2 separate regions of the Gossypium raimondii genome follow, and region 2 is linked to region 1. A link is a contact called in public Hi-C data. All regions are on one chromosome and are shown on one strand. The core of a region is the stretch at or near the end of the contact, and the rest is flanking DNA. Distances in the headings are between cores, read along the strand shown.

The links. A called contact is a pair of places that touch in the nucleus more often than the background predicts.
Region 2: a Hi-C map of leaf shows a contact between it and region 1, with 3 times the contacts expected there. The contact joins the promoter of LOC105772774 here to the promoter of LOC105772518 in region 1. A contact is called at or near these places in 2 of 2 Hi-C or Micro-C datasets (both in leaf).

Annotation. Positions count from the first base shown.
Region 1 is chr6:25,264,174-25,267,883 of ASM2569854v1, reverse strand. LOC105772518 reads right to left here and starts at 2,457. Exons shown (of 6, transcript XM_012593809.2): 1 at 2,104-2,457; 2 at 1-569. The coding sequence starts at 545.
Region 2 is chr6:25,114,521-25,118,272 of ASM2569854v1, reverse strand. LOC105772774 reads right to left here and starts at 1,882. Exons shown (of 2, transcript XM_012594219.2): 1 at 1,504-1,882; 2 at 651-983. The coding sequence starts at 1,848. The coding sequence ends at 801. It overlaps LOC105772773 (coatomer subunit beta-1), which reads left to right. Exons shown (of 8, transcript XM_052632854.1): 8 at 1-234.

The sequences.
Region 1 (3,710 bases), core at 1,208-3,707:
CTGGCCAGAGTCTCCTGGTTGCCCAACCCAGCTCTCTGAATAAATTTTCTCCTTGGTCTCGCATTTGACACTACACTAGAGCTTCCCACTTCCATCACTGTAACATCCCTAGAATCAGCATCCTCAGCTTCATGATGCAGACCTCTTTGAATCTTTCCTGGTGGAGGTATGAGCTCAGACACTTCTGGCTCGTCCTGAATGCTACTAGTTTCAGATGAATCTGTTTCCAGATGAGATGGAAGCTTTTTCTGAGGATTCGTAGAGGATTTTCTAGTATTGCTAATTACAGAGGATACCCTAGAGGAATTTCCAATCACTTCCTTTCCACTTGATGAAGAGTGGTAAGAAGACCTTGCAGATTTGGCTTTATCCGAGCAGCCATTCGGAGTACCTTTCGAGGAGTTCAGCCTACCACTGCATCCGATTCGGTTGCAAAACTGAGCATTTCGTTCTCGGTTATTAACATGGTCCTTCAAGATGCGACCCGATCCCTTGCCATGTACAACAGGCCCATCAACAGCTCTTTTACCAGTATATCCATCCATCTAGATAACAAGTATCCTTTATATCTGCAAATACATCAACATAAATTTATCAGGCAATGATAGAAATCTCCACCATAACATAACTTGACACGATCAAAAAAATTTAACCTAAAAACCATAGTTGCAAGCATACACAGCATGTATACTGCAGGAACTTGACACGATCCATTGGAGAGATCACAATCATTAGAAACATTGCCTCTTTAAGCATCCCATTAACACAAATTGGACAACAATGTTACTTTGTTTTGGACAACTATTCTCGATACCACTTTCGATAAAAAGTTAAAAAGTTTGCAAACAAAAACCATTTCTCAAACTTCAACCCCAAATTAACATAACAGATAGAAAAACAAGAAACATGAATGCAAATGTTGATGCAAAAATCCAACTTCAATATGACTTGGCCTTTTTTCCACACAAAAACCGAATTCAGTACCTCAAATCATTTACTTGAAAACTTCTATAACTTACTCAACCTAGAATATGTGTGCCATTAACATAATCACAATCAATCAATGCAAAGAAATCCCCAAAAGACAGTAACAAGTAACAATAGTTCAAGGCTACTCCAATATGGAACCATATAGATAAAGAGTTTTGCAACCTATTTAAATCCTAGGAAACCATTAACAAAGTAAAAATTTCACCAAACCCAATTCTAGGGTTATTCACCAAAGGGTAAAAATTTCAGTTCTCTTCCCATCAAAAACAAATTAATCTAGAATCGCATAGCATAGTTTGAATTCACAAAGAGAGAGACCAGAATGAATTAAAAGAACTAAAACCACCTCAAGTATTGAATCAATATACACATAAAAGAGGAAGAAGGACATTAAAGAAATAAAAGAATTGAACACCTATGTTATAGAAGGAGCAAACATTTTCAGAAAAGAAAGAGCCTCTGGGTTATTGTTTTCTTTCCGTAAAACCAAAAGTAAATATGAAGAGAAAAAAGGGAAGCAAAAGAAAAGGAGAGGGTAGATGGTCACATGGTCCAGTATTTTGTAATTGATCCCCAACAAAAGTGGGTCTCTCTCTCACTTTGGGTTTTTCATTTTCATTTGATTGAATTATTCTCCACACAATAATTTTTATTATTTATTTTTTTTCATTTTCCTAAAAATAAAAGAGACTTTATCCGTGATTTAAGGGTTCAAAAACCAAATTAAGCTTAAAAAGTGGAGTAGAGAATAGGAAACCAACCAAAAATTTTAATAAAAGATTTGAAGATTTCTTCCATCTAGTTCATCCATCCATCCCTTCTAAGTTCCAACCCACCACACACACAAATTCGAGAGACTCGATTACCAAAATTTTCTTGGAAAGCAGAACCAACAAAGTAGAGTAATCATTCTTTTTAAATTATAAGAAAACAAAATTCCATCAAATCAAAGATCCTTTTTTTTTTTCTTCTCAAGAAAAGCAAAGACTTTTAATGGCCAGATTTTTGTTTCTTCAAGGGGGTTACGAAAGACGATAAAATTGTGGGTGTTGTGTGAAAAAGAGAAACTAAAGGAGGTTAAATAAGAAAGGGAAGGCAATCATCATGTCCTACCTGTTTGGTTCTCCCTCTGTCTTCTCCCTTTGATAATTTGAAAGTTTTCAAGTGATAAAAGAAGAAGAAGAAGAAGTGGATGCTATGAAATAAACGAGCATGAAATGATAGGAAAGAAGACCCAAAGCTGCCTGCAATTACCAATTGCCAACCAAAATCCTAATCTTTATTTTTAATTGGTTATATAGTGAAAGTTGAGAGGAAAGTAACAATGGAAATTGGTGATGGGTAATATTCAAAAACCCAACAGTGGCAGGATGGACGGTCAAAGATCAACGCCTCTACAAAACTCAACCCCTTTTTATTTTGTTTTTTCAATAAATAAATAATGAAGGCAAAAGCAATGCGAACGCCAAAAAATTCAGAAATGGGGGAAGAGAATTTGTGGAGGGAAAGGAATAGAATCCCTAACCCCACACCCCAAATCCCCATTTCAACAGCAACAGCTGAGGACCCTATCCCCCCGCCCCTTCTTTCCTTTTCTCTTCCCTTGTGTTTATTTTTTGGATAATTTGCATACAAAATCTTTCTATTATGTGTGTAAGTTGATACTTTCTGGTTTTTTAACCCTCACAATCGAAGTAGTAAATACTGCATCCATTTTCTATGATATTCTGCCCTTTCCTTCTTTTTTTTAATATTTGATGTATGTATATAATTTTTTTATAAATAGCAGATTAAATAAATGTTAAATATAAATATTCATCAATTATCTATAAGTTTAACAAATACAATTCATTATTAAATAAATTCAAAATAAAGAAGGAAAATATATTTATTTCATAAATTAAATAATAAGATAATAATTTATTATACATATAACAGTTTATCATTTAATAAATCTAAAATAAATAATATTTATATTTTTACTATTATTAAATTATGGTTTCATCATTTTAAAGAGACTAAATAAAAAGTATTCATTTAATTTATAAATTTATTATTTATGAAAAGATCAGATGAAATTTTTCGGTTGGGAGGAGCAACACCCTTACCTACTCTTGCATCTTTGGACTCTTCTACTTTCTTACACACTTGGCTTTTCCTTTTTAACAATTGGACAAGTATTCCACTTTGTATCTTCTTCTTCTTTTTTTCTCTTTTTAATGTGTAAAAATTTATTTCAATTGCAAAAGAATGGTTAATGTGTGTATGTTGTGCCATTATATGTTATAAGCCGCATCAATATTTTTTATGAAATTAACCAAAAATGAGTTCATCTTTAATTTGAAAATACACATTAAAAATAAGTAAAAAATTTGCATAGTATAGAGATTTTTTATACCATTTTACTAAATTATTTAGTAAATTAGTAATGGAGTTTTTTAATTTTATCAAGTTCAAGCTTTTTTTTTGTCTTATGACATGCTTTTCCTCTATCTTATGACATATTTTTCTGCTCTTGTTAGCACGGTATTTTTTTCCTCCAAGATTGTTCGCAATTCTGAGTATTTGATTCTTTACAGGTTCTAACCAATGGAGGATTTTATAGCGAGTTTATCTTTAGAAGAAGCAGAGGAAGAATCCATCCAATTAAGGGTAGAATCATCTGATAGTGAAACATCTTATGCAAACTATTTTGTGGGAGTGTTTCTCACTTCAAGTGC
Region 2 (3,752 bases), core at 633-3,132, 150 kb after region 1:
TTACATATTTGGTAGCTAGAAAGGATCATTGAACCCATAGCTAAAATAGTGCTTTTTGGCAATGTTAAAACGGGAATTTTATTTTATTTCGCTGATTCTTTGAAGAGTGTTCCTCTCAGACATCTATTAGCAGTTCCTTCGCTCCATAATCCTCAGGTTCAATGAGTAGTTTTGTTTTTGTCCATTTATCAAATTAAATTAATGATAACAAAATTTGAAGGCTCATTCGATTCATTTATGTTTATAAAAAAGTTTTATTTTTATTTTTCATGTTCATTTACTAAATTGTCTGTTGCTCAATTATTATATAATATAATTAGTTAAAATTTAGACATGATTGTTTTACATCTAAAAGAGATTTGTTTGTTTATGAACATTATTTGTGAAAATATTCATGAACATGAACAAGTTAATTATTAACAAACACACCATTTTAAAATTATTAACAAACATGAATCAAGTAGTAATTATTAACAAAAACTTCCTAGCTATCCTTATCCTTGCTTGTGCTTGTATGCTGTTTTGTGATTTATAATCTGAATTAAATTCACGTGGTACTATCCAAATCGGAACTAAAACTACACAAATTAGAGTGTGCATTTCATCTTTTATTTATAAAGGGCCAATCTTCTTGAGTTTAGAGTGAGTCCTAGGCAAATAGCTCTAGCTGCGTCAATACTGAATATAAAAATTTAAACTCGTACAGGGAACATATGTCAAGAGAATCATAGTTTAGAACAAAAGAGGGATTCAACAGAATCAAGCTAAATAATTATGATTTAGAACCCACCATCAAACAATCACTTGCAAAGTTTCAATTTCTTGAAAAACGGCGATACCATGGACTTGGGGTAGGGTTTTGTAGCCAGGCAAGTTGGGAAGTTTTCAGGCTGTTCAATCCACAGTTTATGAGCAATACCCGCCGCCAACAGCTTTTCTGACAAGTTCAATATCTGGGTTTCTCCCTTCACCTCAAGCGTTACCTACATGTTCCAAAACCTCACCACTTAGCTCATCATCCACAACTCTAGATACAGCACCAAATCACCCTACAATTAACACCTCATGGTTTTCATTGTTATGAGATATGGTCAAATTTTTGTTTAATTTGAAACCATGAAATATGCTATATTTACAACAGTGTAAGAAAAGAATTGGATAGGTATCCAAAATGTTTGTTTTGCATTAAACACCCTTGTTGGATAGTTTTATGGGATAAATGCCTCTCTCCTTTGTTTCTCAGTTCAGCTATGGGATTATTTGTAACTTAAAAATGATCAATTCTCATTACGTTTGGGGGGATAAAACTCCAAGCAAATCAAAGGTCTACAACAAACCCAGTATGAGAAGAGAAAACAATGTGCCACAATGAGGATTGCCTCCAATTGACCAAAAAACATAAACAGGGTTTTTCAAAACAATACACTACGCTCTGTTGAATGTAAAAGAAATCATTCATGGTGGGAAAAAAAGAAGAAGAATAAACACAAGAACATTGGTTACCTTGTGCATAGAGTCAATGTTATCAGGGCTGCAATACTGGAGGGTGTGGGGGTCGTCCTTGTGAGACCAAATGGCACTGACCGAAGCATGGCATCCCTGCGTCACCACGCTCCCCAAAGGCCACTTGTCTATTAAGTCTCTCCGAAGCACCACGTACTGCAGCAGCACATCGTCGTCGGTCGGAGGATCGGTTTTGGTGGCGACAGGTTCGGAGCTTTGTAGACTCATTGAGGTCGAAAGGTTCCGAGAGGGATGAACCCTAATATTAGAAAAGCTTCTCGGGGAAGGGCGGAAGCAACCAAGGAATGTGGTGAAGGAACACGCAGGCTGAGCTAGTGCGGCCATCGATAACTAAAAACGCTGCGTTGCGTAACTTGGTTGTGGATTTTCGTATTGAGAATTATAAAGGTATTGGGCCGGATTTATGGATTGGACTGCCTCTTTGTAAAATGTAATGATTTCACTCTCCAATTAAAATCTTACCTAATTCACATATTACCGCTTGGATTTCAATTTCTCCCAACTTTAATTCACAACATGAAATAATCATTCTATTCACACACACACACACACAAGTTTGAAACTAAATATAATAATACATCAAATATATACGGTATTAAAATAAAAAATAGATTAAATTGTGCGTAAAATGAATTTTAAACATGTGAATGCATCATATTAATAGTACTAAATGTACTACAATTCTTTACCATGATGTTATCATCAATTTTGAGTTAGCGTCGAGTTGACCTATGACATCAACTCAAAACTCAATCAACAATATTATGAATACTAAAAATTCTATAGCACGCATATATGTGTGGAAATTACATATTTAGAACATAGAAGTGTGTTTAAAAATAACATAAAATAAATAATAAAATGTATGGTTTAAAAATGACTAATAATAACACATGAAATGTGTACAATATTAAAATGAAAAAAAGAGATTAAATTGTGAGTAAATTAAAATTTAAATACTCGAGCACATTACAATTATTTATCATGGTGTTGTTATATTGTTATCATCAATCCTGAGTTAGCGTCAAGTTGACTTGTGACACCAACTCAGTCAATAATATTATCATAACACCCCAAAATTTTTGATGTCATAACTCATATCAAGGAAGTAGCTAAGTAAAAAAATTTTCAAGTACGAGTGTTAGTTAAATGTAAATTATTGATTAATTAAATACGACATCGGAAAAAGATATCAAAACTAAATGTGATATACTAGAAGTAAAATAACTTATGGACCAACCACAGGAGTTAGGTGAGATGGCAAGGGTTTCTCCTAACTTAACCAATGGTCAAAGGTTTGATCCTCGCCTTAGGTATGGAGTAGCTTTAAAACTCGTGGCCAGTATTTACCCCCTTAATGGGCTTATAGAATGCGGAGGATTAATTATTGAGCTCGTTCCAATAGATACATTAAGAAATAAAAGAAAAAACTTATGGACCAAGTTGGAAGACGAGAATTGTAATACTCACTTTTCGCCATTATTGAAAAAAATTGATTTCGGATCGAAATTTCTTAAACTAAGTTGTTTTGAAAAGATATTATTATTATTGTTACGAATATCTTATTAAGTGGATGTCCATCAAAATCAAAATTAAATTCTAATAGTCATTAGAATTAGATCTCTACTTCATTTATACTTCTTATGCCTATAAATAGAAACTTTGAAGAAGCATTGTAATCATCCCATTGATCAATAAAAACATTCTCTATTGCTTCTCATATTTTATTTGTTCTTTACTCTCTCTATCTCTTTTTTTATAACACGTTATCGATGCGATCTTGCTCAAAGTGATAAAACCTTTTATCGACGATAAAATTTATTCTCCATGATTTTCAAGATCTTAGATGACAAGATTTAAAGTTTTTACAGGAAGTTTCTTTTATTTAATGCTTCATATTTGATTGTTTTAGCTAATTCATGATCAATTATAATTATTTTGATTAACTTATATTATTTTTATGTTATTAAGGATGGTGCATGACTTGATATTGCTATCTATATGAAATTGTGAAATAATATCCATTCTCAAAGTTTGCTATTGATAAATTTTAATTGGATTCAAAGTTTACTATTGGAGTTTAAATTTGCTTACTTGTTGATAAAACCATCAAAGATTCGTTGAATAAGAAAGGTACATCAACTTAATTAGATCTCTATCTTTACACTTTTCTCAATAATAGCATCTTTAGATATTAAATTAATTTGATATATGGTTTAAATATTTGA